Regions from separate parts of the Sus scrofa genome. Here region 2 is linked to region 1. A link is a contact called in public HiChIP or PLAC-seq data. All regions are on one chromosome and are shown on one strand. Each heading gives the region's core, a stretch centred on a gene start, on an enhancer-like site or on the middle of the called end of the contact. The rest is flanking DNA. Distances are from core to core; before and after follow the strand shown.

Evidence for each region. HiChIP or PLAC-seq counts read pairs in DNA pulled down with a chosen protein or histone mark.
Region 2: a contact with region 1 is called in an H3K27ac HiChIP or PLAC-seq map of skeletal muscle. The contact joins two enhancer-like sites. A contact is called at or near these places in 1 of 5 promoter capture datasets (liver), 1 of 47 Hi-C or Micro-C datasets (psoas muscle) and 2 of 2 datasets of contacts at active chromatin or transcription factors (alveolar macrophages and skeletal muscle).

The regions. Positions count from the first base shown.
Region 1 is chr4:81,929,337-81,935,088 of Sscrofa11.1, reverse strand. It overlaps ATP1B1 (ATPase, Na+/K+ transporting, beta 1 polypeptide), which reads left to right. Exons shown (of 6, transcript NM_001001542.1): 2 at 2,704-2,832. Among named protein-coding and RNA genes, the nearest start is that of ATP1B1, 4.8 kb to the left of the region's middle. Within about 2 kb of position 3,783, at least 20 of the 83 cell types and tissues checked have an H3K27ac peak or open chromatin away from gene starts, as enhancers often do. A contact at or near this core is called in skeletal muscle, where this site is marked.
Region 2 is chr4:82,185,021-82,191,327 of Sscrofa11.1, reverse strand. It overlaps the pseudogene LOC106510108. Among named protein-coding and RNA genes, the nearest start is that of DPT, 99 kb to the left of the region's middle. Within about 2 kb of position 4,992, at least 3 of the 83 cell types and tissues checked have an H3K27ac peak or open chromatin away from gene starts, as enhancers often do. A contact at or near this core is called in skeletal muscle, where this site is marked.

The DNA.
Region 1 (5,752 bases), core at 2,534-5,033:
GAGGGTAGGAATGGAAGGACTTGTTCTGTAAGCTGACATTTAATAATGCAGCACCTCCACATAAGAGAGAGTCATTTGTGTCTTGATAGCTCATACAGCAAGGTGTCAATACTCTAATGAATGCAGACACCAGGACTGGTGCTCTAGTCTCATCTTTCCATTTTACAAGGTGGAGGTGAGGTGTTGAGCTAAAAATTCAGGTTTTATCTTGCACTAATATGTCTACTCCTTTCTGGCAATGTAAGAAATGACAGAGCCTCTCCTAGGCAGAGAAAGTGACAGCAACCACTTGTCTCCTATGGAGAGAATGCCACCTTTCCAGCACTGGGCCCAACATGGATGCCCTTGGGACGAGGGCAGGTTGTCCTTGGTTCAGTTCTGTTTGTAGGTAGATTTTCACCAAGATGGACGCAGGAGCCTCGCCTGTAAGCTGCTGGAGAAAGTGCAGCATGCAAATCACCTGGTGCTATCCACCCTTTTATTAAGTTAGTACAGGTGTTGGTAGGTTTTAATGTTTACCACTGGGCCCAGATGCCCTTTTCCCTTCAGCCTGTGACCTTTTGAAGGGTACTAGGTTTTTTGGGTTTTTTTTTCCCTGACTGGAAAACCTCTGTTACTTGTATTTAAAAAAACAAACAAACAAAACAAAACAGAAAGAAAAAGAAAAGAAAAGTTGTCTAAAAGGAAAAAATTATTTCTAAAGCTTACTCTCTGAGCCGCCCTGGCTAGGTGGTACAATGAGTCCAGCTTTTCTCTTTGAGCCTGTGTGTCGGTGAGCCCACTGAATAGGCTCCACCACACCTGCATCGTCCACTCTGACCAAGTGACCTCACAGCAGGGGCGACATCTCAGAGCAAAAGAGAAAAATCCTCTCCTTCTCTTAGGGCAGTTAAGATAGGCTGTATTTCCTTCTGTTCAATCAGTGACTTGTTTATCTATAATTATATTTGTATTTTAAACTGTAGCGTCAATGATATCTTCTCATTTTGTTAGAATTTAGTATCTGGGGTCCAAGGAATGAATATAAAACTACTTCCATGCTTAGGCTAAGAGCATCCAGACAAGGTGTGGGGCAAGAAAAAAAGAGAATACAGTTCTCTTTCTGACTATGTTATACGAACTCTTGCACCTCTTAGGAGCATTCCCTGGAAAATTTTTCCAGATCTCCTGACGTCACAGCCTTGCCATTTGCCTACTGCTGCCTGGATACAGAATGCAGCACTTAACCCTTGTCCTTCGGGGAGGCACTGATTGAGTTGGGCAGCTGTGGTTCTGGATTATACAGTCTTTTCATTTTTCCTTATCTTTGTGTGTGTCTTTGCCCTTTTCCTTTTTTTTTTTTTTCAAATAGAAGGGAAAAAGGATTATGATTAGGCATTTTAGTGTGGTTTGATGTATGTTTTACTTGTCTAGAGTATGATTTCCCCAAACTACTTATTTGCTGATAGAAAAGTTGAGCTTTTAAATATTCGGAGAGGGCAACCTGGCTGATTTCAGCCACAGTGCACCCAGTCTCACCCTGCCTCCCTCCTAGCGTGTCCATACATGTACACACACACACACACACACACACACACACTTCTTTCCAATAATACTTTTGTTTTCCTGCTTTTCCCTCAAGGATCCTGGCCTTTAATGCAGGAGATCTGAATGTTTTAAGAAATAACCTAAGGCTCCTTTGTGCAGTCATGTTTCAGACTCGATAACCCTCCGGTTCTCTGTTCCCTCTGCTGCATTCACATTGAGCTGTTTGGCTGGCACAGGGCTGCCGAGCGATGCCTAGTACAGCCTGTTACTATGCGGCTAATCAGGGAGATAATCCTTGTAAACCAGTAACTGATAGCCTCATTCCAGTCTATTGGCTTCGCAGTTGTTTTTTTGTTTTTGTTTTTTTTTTTGGGGGGGGTTGTTTTTTGTTTGTTTGGTTGGTTTTTTTTTTATTTTTTTGGTTTTTGCAGCTATTTTCAGTCTCCATTCTCTTATCCTATGAACTATAGGGAAAAGAAAATGCAGCTTCTCAAGTCAGTCCCTGGTCTGAGTTCAGTCAGAAAAAGAAAGAAAAATTTGCTTGTCAGTTTTTACTATAGCAGTTCCTCTTTCTCCCTCCACCCGTGTTTGGTTCCCCTGATAGGAAAGACAGTGTGCTAGGTCAGGAGAGTTTCACTGGGTTTCTCAGCATTCATTGCCCTGTCTCAGCATAAAAACTTACAGGCCTTTGAGCTTTTGGGGAAGCAGCAGAGCCTGGACTGAAGTCCTGAAATGTCAAGGGATAAGCAAGCGAAGAAAACAGAGGTCTCTAAGGAAGTATACTGTCATATTTGAAATGCATTGCATAAGCACGCAAACATAGCCCTAGATTTTGTTGATCATCTTCATGACGTTTTTCCCCCAAATATATGGAATAAAATTATTTCCTATAAAGAATCTTAGTTCTAGCTGAATTTTTGCCCTGCCCTTAACCGCTCCACAACACAGACACACACTCACACACAATAATGGAGGGCTGCCCGTTCCCCTCTTTTTACCCCACAGTCTGAAAGTGAGGTTCTTTCTCTTGATCACTGTTGGAAAAGGAAGCTCCAAAGACACAGATTGGAGGGGAAGCCAGGAAGGAAATTCATTCATCTCTGAGAAGTTAGCCTTTTGTATTCTGAATATATGACTACATCATAGCCTTTTCGTTTCTGTCTGTTCTCCTTGCAGTTAAGATCCTTCTATTCTACGTTATATTTTATGGCTGCCTGGCTGGCATCTTCATTGGAACCATCCAAGTGATGCTGCTCACCATCAGTGAATTTAAGCCCACATATCAGGACCGAGTGGCCCCACCAGGTAACATGAACATGAATAAATTCAATTCTTCTGGAGGTAAAAGGAGTGTCACTTTTTCAATTGAGAAAACATCCTTCTGAAAATTATCTGTTGTGTGGTATTAAAACCAACCTGGGAAGGAAGAATAGAACTGTCTGTTGCAGCCAGCTCTCCTACCCGCATTGCAGGCAAAGCTCCTGGGGCTTGCAGACATCTTACTTTCAGAGCTCTGCAGGGAGGTGAGAAGAGCCCTGGTCCTCCACCCAGCCTGCCCCTCACCAGCTCTGACCTCCCCCTCGTCCCTAACGCCCATAGGATTTCTTAGTAGGAGCATTACGGGGCCGTTCCAAGTCTCACACACAGTTTTCACTTTCTTGAGGGGGCTGTGACTCAGATAAATCCTTTAAAAATCCACTTTGACTCCTGTTTTTAAAGGCTAACTTATTTTTAGGGATGATGAGAAGCTCTGAAACAGCTACCTATTCCCAGAGACAGGAGCTGTGACTTCAGGGGTCCATTTTCCCACCTGCCGTTGACTGGCAACTTGACCTTGAACAAAGGTGCTCTCCATTTCCGATGTTCAATTTTTATGCTTGATGGTTTAATCGTCTTACTTACTGGCTCTCTGGACCCACTTTGCAGGGTAATTGTCTCCTTGAGCTCTGAAAACTTGGAGCAAGAAAGAGGATATCAGAGAAATGCGAACTGCCCTGTGGCGATGTGGGTGCTGTCACTGAGTGGTCGACCAGCCCTGTATGCATGCATGCCCATGCCAGTCACTCAGCCCCAGGAAGGCCCTGCCATTACTCCTGAGGCTGACAGAAGGACAAGACAGCAGAGCCACCTCAACACGATTGTTCTATTTGTGATGGTACTGTCTGGCTCTTCTCAAAGTTATTGTCGGGAGGACCTGGAGAGAGGAAATGTTGCATAACTTCCGGTTTCTCACATTGTCTATGACCTTGAGACTGCCACTGCGGGTGGCAATGACGTGTTCCCTCTCCACTTTCCCTGGGCAACAGTTTAGTAACAGCTGTATTGAGGTGACAATCTTGAGGCTGTCTTCATGGTACTGAGCAGCCTTGACCAAATGCAGCTGCCAGTCACAGGCTTCTTGGGTCCACCTCATTGTATGAGAAAGACTCTCTGAAGAAAATCTTCGGAATATGCTGGTAGAAAACACTGGTTTTTAGTCCCAAGTCAAATAGTCCTCCATTGTAAGAAAAACCTTAAATATTTCCAGATAAATTTAGATCTAGGGGATTTTGGAAGTGAAAAAAAAAAAGAGAACATGTAAGTATAAATGACTTATACTTGTCAGTAAAATGACTTAAACCTGCTTAATAATCCAGTTTCCAGCAGCTATTTCCTCAAAGAAGTGAGTCTGTGGAAAGGTTGAAGCAAGAATTTTTGTGTACACAGAGAAACGTGGAATTTTTTTTTTTTCTTCCTATAACCATTCCCCTTCTCCCCCAATCCCCCTGTGTAGAAAGATCTTTTCTTTCTTGTGTACTCCTTTTTTTGGTGGGGGGGGGGGTGTCTTTTTAGGGCCACGCCCATGGCATATGGAATTTCTCAGGCTGGGGTAGAATTGGAGCTGCAGCTGCTTGCCTCCTCCACAGCCACAGCAATGCAGGATCCACGCTGCATCTGCGACCTACACCACAGCTCACAGCAACGCCAGATCCTTAACCCACTGAGCAAGGCCAGGGATTGAACCTGTGTCCTCATGGATGCTAGTCAGATTTGTTTCTGTTGAGCCACGATGGGAATTCTGAAATGTAGGATCTTAACATGTTGGACAGTAAAGCATGGCTTTTGCGACAGTAAAGCATGATGTGTCTTTTCACGTTCACTTCTGCTGGAATTTTTGTGGTAGCATTAGAAGTCATAATTTAAATTTGTATAGATCTCTTTTTTTTCCCATTTGAAAGCTATTTTTCAATTACGATGCCATTTTCTAGTAATTCTTAGACTCGAAGTCTTATACTTAAAGTCAGTAATTCTTATACACCAAAGTCTAGCATTTTATTTAATTTCCTAGATTAAAAAAAAATGTCATTGAGTGTATAATCTCTGGGGGTCAGTCTTTAATAGAATTAAAGATTTTCTTCATGTTCTTTGCAGAAAGGAAAATTCCACTTTCAAAAAGAAATAGTTGAAGAGCCAGACCTTTTAAGTGAGGGCTTCTAAATGACCTTGCCTGGAAAAAACTGCTGGCTGAGGTGCTCAATCCTTCCAACACCCCCTCTCCCTGCTTCCCTCCCTCCCCTTCCTCCCAGCCCCTTCCTAAAAGACACATTCTGGGTACCTATATTTAGTGTCCTCACAGCAGTTGGACTGACCTGACAAACAGTCACTTCTCCAAAGGAATGCTGGTGGCTCATCTTGGAAATATGCATTCCTGTCCCATTCCTGTCCTTGGGTCTGAGTCACAGGAAGAGTGCCTTCACGGTCCCCTGTCTTCCCTGTCCTGTCCCTTGGGTTCTTTGTCATTTCTCTGTCACTCCTTTTCCTCATCCCCTCACCCGTCACCTTGCCAGGAGAGTCTAGGCCAAGCTCCCTTTCACCCTTGCCTTTCCAAGGGACATGACATTCATTTGAAAATGTTAGCAGCTTTTGAGCTGGGAGGCCAGGCTGGCAGAGCACTTACTGCCAAGAGGAACAGCCTGTGGCCTCTCCCTGAGTGTTCTGAGGGACCCTAATGGGCCCTCCTCCTGCCAGCTTCAGGGCAGATCTTAAGAATTTGTGTTTCAGGGGAGTTCCCACTGTGGCTCAGTGGCTACGAACCCAACTTGTATCCCTGAGGATGCAGGTTCAATCCCTGGCCTCGCTCAGTGGGTTAAGGATCCAGCATTGCCCTGAGCTGTGGTGTAGGTCACAGATGTGGCTTGGATCCTGCATTGCTGTGGCTGTGGTACATGCCAGCAGCTATAGCTCC
Region 2 (6,307 bases), core at 3,743-6,242, 260 kb before region 1:
AGGTAACAAACACCAGATTCCATTGCAACCTGATAAGTACCATTATAAGACACTGGCTACTCCCCGTTAATGGTTAATTTAGGTCTGGCCCAGGTGTGTTATCACAGTGGGGCCTCTGAGAGGCCAGAGACAGCAAGAGGCTGCAAGAATCCTGAATGGTTTGAAGGAAAATTATGACAAAGGCAAACTTTATTTACTTCTCTGTTTTGCATTGTGTACACCTTGGTACATCAAGGTTATTCTCACAGTAACCAGCCATCCTACAAACTTTAGAATCCATTCAGGCAATCAGTTCTCCATCGGCTGTACTAAATGACTTTGAAGCTAGCAAATTCCTTTAACTCTGGTTAAACATTATATAACCCATGCCTGCTTTAAGAGGCCAGCCATAAACTGTACATTGGAGCATGGGAGAAAGAAGGACCTTGGACTTGGAACCGTCATTATGAGTTCAAGTCATTTCTAGTGTTCTGACCTTGAGTAAGCACGGCTTCTCTGGATTTTAATATCATTCAAAACTGTGCTTTATTGTAATCTTCTATATAAAATATTCCCTGGCTCTCTTTCTACCAGGCCCAGGCAGAATAAGTTCACTCTTCTGTGCTCTTTCTGTACTTTGTGCAAATTTGTATCATGGAGATGTAACCAGGTACATCATGTAAATCTCCCTCCATCGACTATGAGTCATGGCTTTGATTGCCCATGGCCTATCCAGTATATGGCTCATAGTCACACTCAGTAAGGGAATCCTCATCCTTACCTCTCTGAACTACACAACGAAGCCATAATAAATATTTCTCAAGGGCTCCTAGGAGGCTCAAGGAGGACAGTATTCAAGCAAATGCTTCATAAACTATAAAGCTCTGTGTGATTCTAAGATGTGGTCATTATTTTCAGGGAAATATTATTTCTTAGGGTAGCATGGTTCATGAAAATCAAGAAACCAAAGGAAAGGAAATGAGAAGCAGTCCACAGTGAGGAACTCTGGGCCCAAGCAGAGGTGACAGGAAAGGTCGAATGGAGGGAGGGCAGGGAACTTAAATTCTTTATATCAATTTCTAATGTTAGAAATGTGGATGATTTTTATAGTGATACATCTTAGTATTCTTTAAAATAGAAAAAAAATTGCATACAATATCAGTCAGCTCCTTCAATATCCATGTGGAGGTCCATGGACATATGTTAATTGTTAACTGAAACCAAAGCTTGCCTTGTTATTTAGTACATTATTATTGACCAGGATACTATTTTTCTCACTTTTATATTACACTTTAAGCTTTCTGAGATGTCATTTATTATTTATTTTATGCTCACAGTAACCTTGGTGTCATCATGGTAATTAGTATTAACTTCATTTAATGAGTTGAAAACTGTTACCAGAAGGGTTTAATAAATTTCCCAAGATTCCAAATGCACTGGGCAAATCAAGACTAGAATTCAAGAGACCTAAGTCAAGCTCTTTGCAGTAAATGAAATCCATGGAAGAACTCGCAAATGCAATACAATACCCTCTGTCCTTGGCAGAGACCTGTGCTCCGAGAAAAGCTGTTACCTACAGACAGATGGCTTCCAATATCTTATTTAATGCTGTTCTTTGTATTATTCACTGAGTTCCAGAAATGTGGTTGAGAGAATGCTGAATTTGGAATCAGCAGCCTACCGGCTAGAATCTGGACCCTGCCATTAAAAAAACAAAGCCACTTAACCTTTCTGGAAGTCAACATCCCTACCAAGTGGGAATGACACCATAACTCCCTCTCAGGGTTTTGTGAGCCCCCAGGGAGATAACGTTTGTGAAATTGCTTTGTAAACTCTAAGACACTTGGTAAATGCCTGGTATGTTATTTGCTTACAGCTTTTTGAAGGCTATTTGGAAGAAACACATATTCCCAAGGCCACCAAGAAGATGAGAAAATCTAAGAGGAAAAAGATAAAATCATTCCCAAGAAGAGGAAAGAAATATTCTCACTCTGAGTCACTTTAGTCTGTAGTAATTAGATTTCAATATTCTTAAATATCTATTTACTTTTTCCTCCTGGAACAATGTTGTCTTCCCTCTGCACGTCACCCCCAGATGTGACAGTCATTCAATCAGTTCAGCTATCAGAGCAAATAAATTTCACTCTCTGGGTTCTTTGCCTGAAGCTTCACAGTAGGATAAAATGTATTGTAAATGCTTCTGCCCTTAGTCATTGAAAGGGAATCATAAAAATACTGAGCTTCCTATTAAGTTTAGTAAAATTACTTCTGCTGAAGAATACAGAGACCTAAAATCCTTCAGTGCATTGGCTGTAAGTATGGATTAGCTGGAACATGAAATTCTGCTACGTATGTGATGGTGCTCAAAATGTCTCTAATAGCCAATGCCACAATTATGCTCTATCTTTGTAAGTAAAAGTACAGAGAGAAATGTGTGTTGGAAAGATACACTTCAGTGGTCAATGTAGGAATCTGACCAAAGACTCTATCACAGAAAATGGCAGAGTGCATAGAGTAACCAAACTAAACCCAGGTCTGGAGAAGGAATAGCTGAATGGGGGTATGTTCAGACCATTACCTGCCTGTAAAGTGAAAGCCACCTCTTGAAAACAGCTCTCTTCTCCTCACCCTCAAATAGACTTCCTAATATTGACCTTACAACTTACGAAGATTCTCAAATTGTTGTTCTAATAACTTGTCTGCAGATAGAAAATTTTATTTGTCCCAGTCTGATCCTAATTCTTCCTGTTTCATTTTCCTACCTCTCTGTATTACCTAAGACCTCCACTACAGAAATGTATAGAAACAATAATGGCTTCTTAGACGTATTTCTGACTTTAAAGGAAAAGATTCCGAGGTTGTAAGTGTGGTGTTCAAAGTGTACATTTCTTAGATTCTCTTAATCAAAATTAATGGTTCTGTCTTAAAACCAAAATTTGTTTGATAATAATAATGCAACATCAGATTTCTTTTTTCTGATACATTTTTATTTAAACATTTTCTCCATTCTTACTAATTATATAAATAATGTCCCTTTAAAAGTTGAAATCCCTGCCTTTTATCAGTGAGTTTAATCACTTTATCTCTTTATGTTTACTGTATATCTAGATTTAGTTCTCTCTTTTGTGTGTGTTTTCTATTTTCCATGCTGTTTATCAGCTTTTTAAATTTTCCGTTTTACATATACTATCAAAGTTTTCACTTTTATTAATCTGTTCTTTTGAATATATACATATTTTATTTACATTCTTTAACATGGATATATAATGAAGTCCAATTTTAATCAATATTTTTTATTGACAAAATTTAGAATGCTTTAACTCTAATCCTCTCCCATTTTCATGTTATTCTACATCCCAACTTGTTTTTAAACTTCACCAAATAATCTCATTTTTGTTGTTGTTTATAAATCAACAATCAATAATTATTTTGAAGTACTAGCATGCTTACTAATTTTTCTCCTTTTTATTGCTTTTATTTCTCAAAACTTCCATCTGGAATAATTTTCCTTTTTGTGAAGTCCACCTTTCAGTAATTTTTTCTCAGTGAATGTGATTAGTAAACAGTCTTGTTTTGTATGAAAATAATTTCAGCATGCCTTTCAATGACAATTACTCTGGCTTATATTGTTACTGTTGTAGACTATGACACATTAATTTTCCTCATGAGTAATATGTCTTTTCTCTTGTGTACCTCATAAAATTTATTTGTCAATTGTCTTTGCTATTCTGCAGTTTTACAATGAATGTCATGTTCCTTGGGAATGCTTGTGCAATTCTAACATAAAGACTCATATCTTTCTTCAGTTCAGAAAAAATTGGAGTCAGTATTTTTTTAATATTGTCTAATCTCCATTTTTTTTCTAACAAATATATATTCAATAGTCTCCTTCTAATGTCCACATCATATCTCTTTATAGTATACCCCATCTCTATCACTCTTTCTTGAATTCTGGATTGTCTATTAAGATCTACATATTCATTTATTAATTTTGTCTTCAGTTTAACTCACATTTTGAGATTTTAGTCTGATTACTAAAGTTTTTAATTCAAGAAATTTTTTTTTTCTGCTTTTACTTTTCCTATACTATTTTCTTCTTGTGTTCTGACTTCTATGTCTTTTTTAAATGTTCTAAGATTAATATTTTAAATGTATTTCTTCTCCTTCTGGATTTCCTCTTTTGTGTGGATTGGTCCACTTTATATTATCCCATATATCTCTTATACTGGTTTTGTGTTTTTTCATTTGGTTTTCTGTCTGCTGTCCTGATTGGGTGATTTCCATTATTCTATCTTCCAAGTCACTAATTCTTTCCTCTGCATTATTCTTTCTGCTCTTTAATGCCTTAACTTAATTTATGTCTTTGCAAACGAATTTTTAAAATTTTTCTATGTTCCTTCTACTTTCTAGTTCCTTTATAAAGTAATCTGCATTGCTGTTCATATCCGCTCTTAATTCCTCTATATTCAGCCTTAATTCCTTCAGTATTTTCACTATCTCCCTTTTGAATTCAATGTCTATCAGACTTGCAGAGGTCTGTTTCATTTTTTGCTGCTTCATGTGAGTTCTGTTTCTTTAACTGGGAATGGTTTCTGAGCTTTTTCATCTTGCTTATGTTTTTCTTTCTCTGTGAGTTTAGGGAAGCCAAAATGTAGTCTTGGATGACTACTTCTATGCGGGAGCTCCCCTTTGTATTTTGTGGGGCGTTAAATAAAAACTATTTTTGGTGTGGGAGTTTGAATTTTTGCTGCCGCTTTCTTCGATGCGAACAGGATGTTTTCCCCAGGGTGCAATGGGTAGGGCTAGTAGTCAATGCCTGGTTTCTATGCTCTTAACAGCAGCAAGGACCTGCATGAAGGTGGAGCAGGCTACTCCTAGTTGCAGGGCCCTGGGAAGTGGTTATGAGCCTTAGGCAGATTTACAAGGTGCTCAGGGCATTTAGCAATGGCAGCAGCAGAGTGTTTGTGTTCCCAGGGGATTGACAGCAACAACAGGTAGTGTTAGATTGCAGTGCCCTCCCCTGAGGTGATTGGAGCCACAAATGGTGCCTGCTCAGGGACTCCTAGCGGTAGTGGGCCATGCCTACCTCTGGAATCAGTGATAACTGTGGTGGTTTGCCCCCACCACCTGCAGACCACAGAAGAAGCACACTGTCTCACTTATCCCACACAGGAGGTGCTGCACAGTTTGCTCCTAATTGCAGGTTTCTGGGAAGTGACAGAGATCAAGTGTGTGGGCACTGCTCAGAGCATTTGGCACTGGAATCAGCAGGGTCAGTGTGCTGCCAGGGGTGCGATCGCAACAACAAGTGGTGTTCAGTCACAGTGCCCTCCTCTGTGGTGCCCTTGAGGTGATTGGGGCCGCAAGTGGTGCCTGTTCATGGACCCCTAGTGGTGATGGGCCACACCCACCTCTGAAGTCAGAGATAACAGTGGTGGTTTGCCCCTGCCACTGTAGACCATGCAAGAAGCACCTCGTCCTGCTTAGCCTCCACAGGAGGCACTAGCCCACACAGGATGTGCTTAATTTTTCTAATCAATCTCTTTTCCATGGACTGTATATGCTTTCAAAAGTCTTAGCAACAAGCAAGAGACTCCCTTAGAGTTGCTCGTGTCAAATGACTTCAGATCTCATCCTATCCTCTGTGAACATGAAAAGCCCAAAACTCATCTTCTAAAACTTACATCCAGAACCAGCTGTGACATCATCTAAAATGTATATCCAGGATTGTGGCTTCCAACTGTCACTCCTCCTCTAGATTTTGAGATTCTCTTTATTTCTGCTACCTGTGGATTTCTCCTTCTTTTGGGCTTAGCAACATATTTAGCTTTTCTTAGCATACTTTATGCAAAATTCTATGTTCAGAGAACGAAGTCCTTTCAATTAAATTTCCATTGTTTTCAAAGTAGAATTTAGGCAGTACTCTATCTTGTGCATTGCTTACAAGTTTTAAGTACATGCAAAGAAATACCTGCAGTGCTCTTGAATGTGTGTGTGTACCAGCTTCTCAAACCAGTTGTTTGGCCTGAGCTTTCATTGTGGACTTCCAGCTGGCCCAGTGAACTTTGTTTCCAGTCTTACTGCAAAATTGGCTTGATATCCTAAAACCATTTTCCCTTAAGCTCATGAGATATCTCAAAGTTTCTGAATTTTTGTATTGAAAAACCATGGGTTTTTAATGACAGAAAGTTCTTTGATAATTGTGTCATCAATACCACCTACTGTGTGACCCTGAAAAATTCAAGTAAGTTCTTTGAGACTTAGTTTCTTCATATGGTAAATAAAGAAAAAATATCTACTTAAAGAGTTAGTGTGCAATGGATGTATT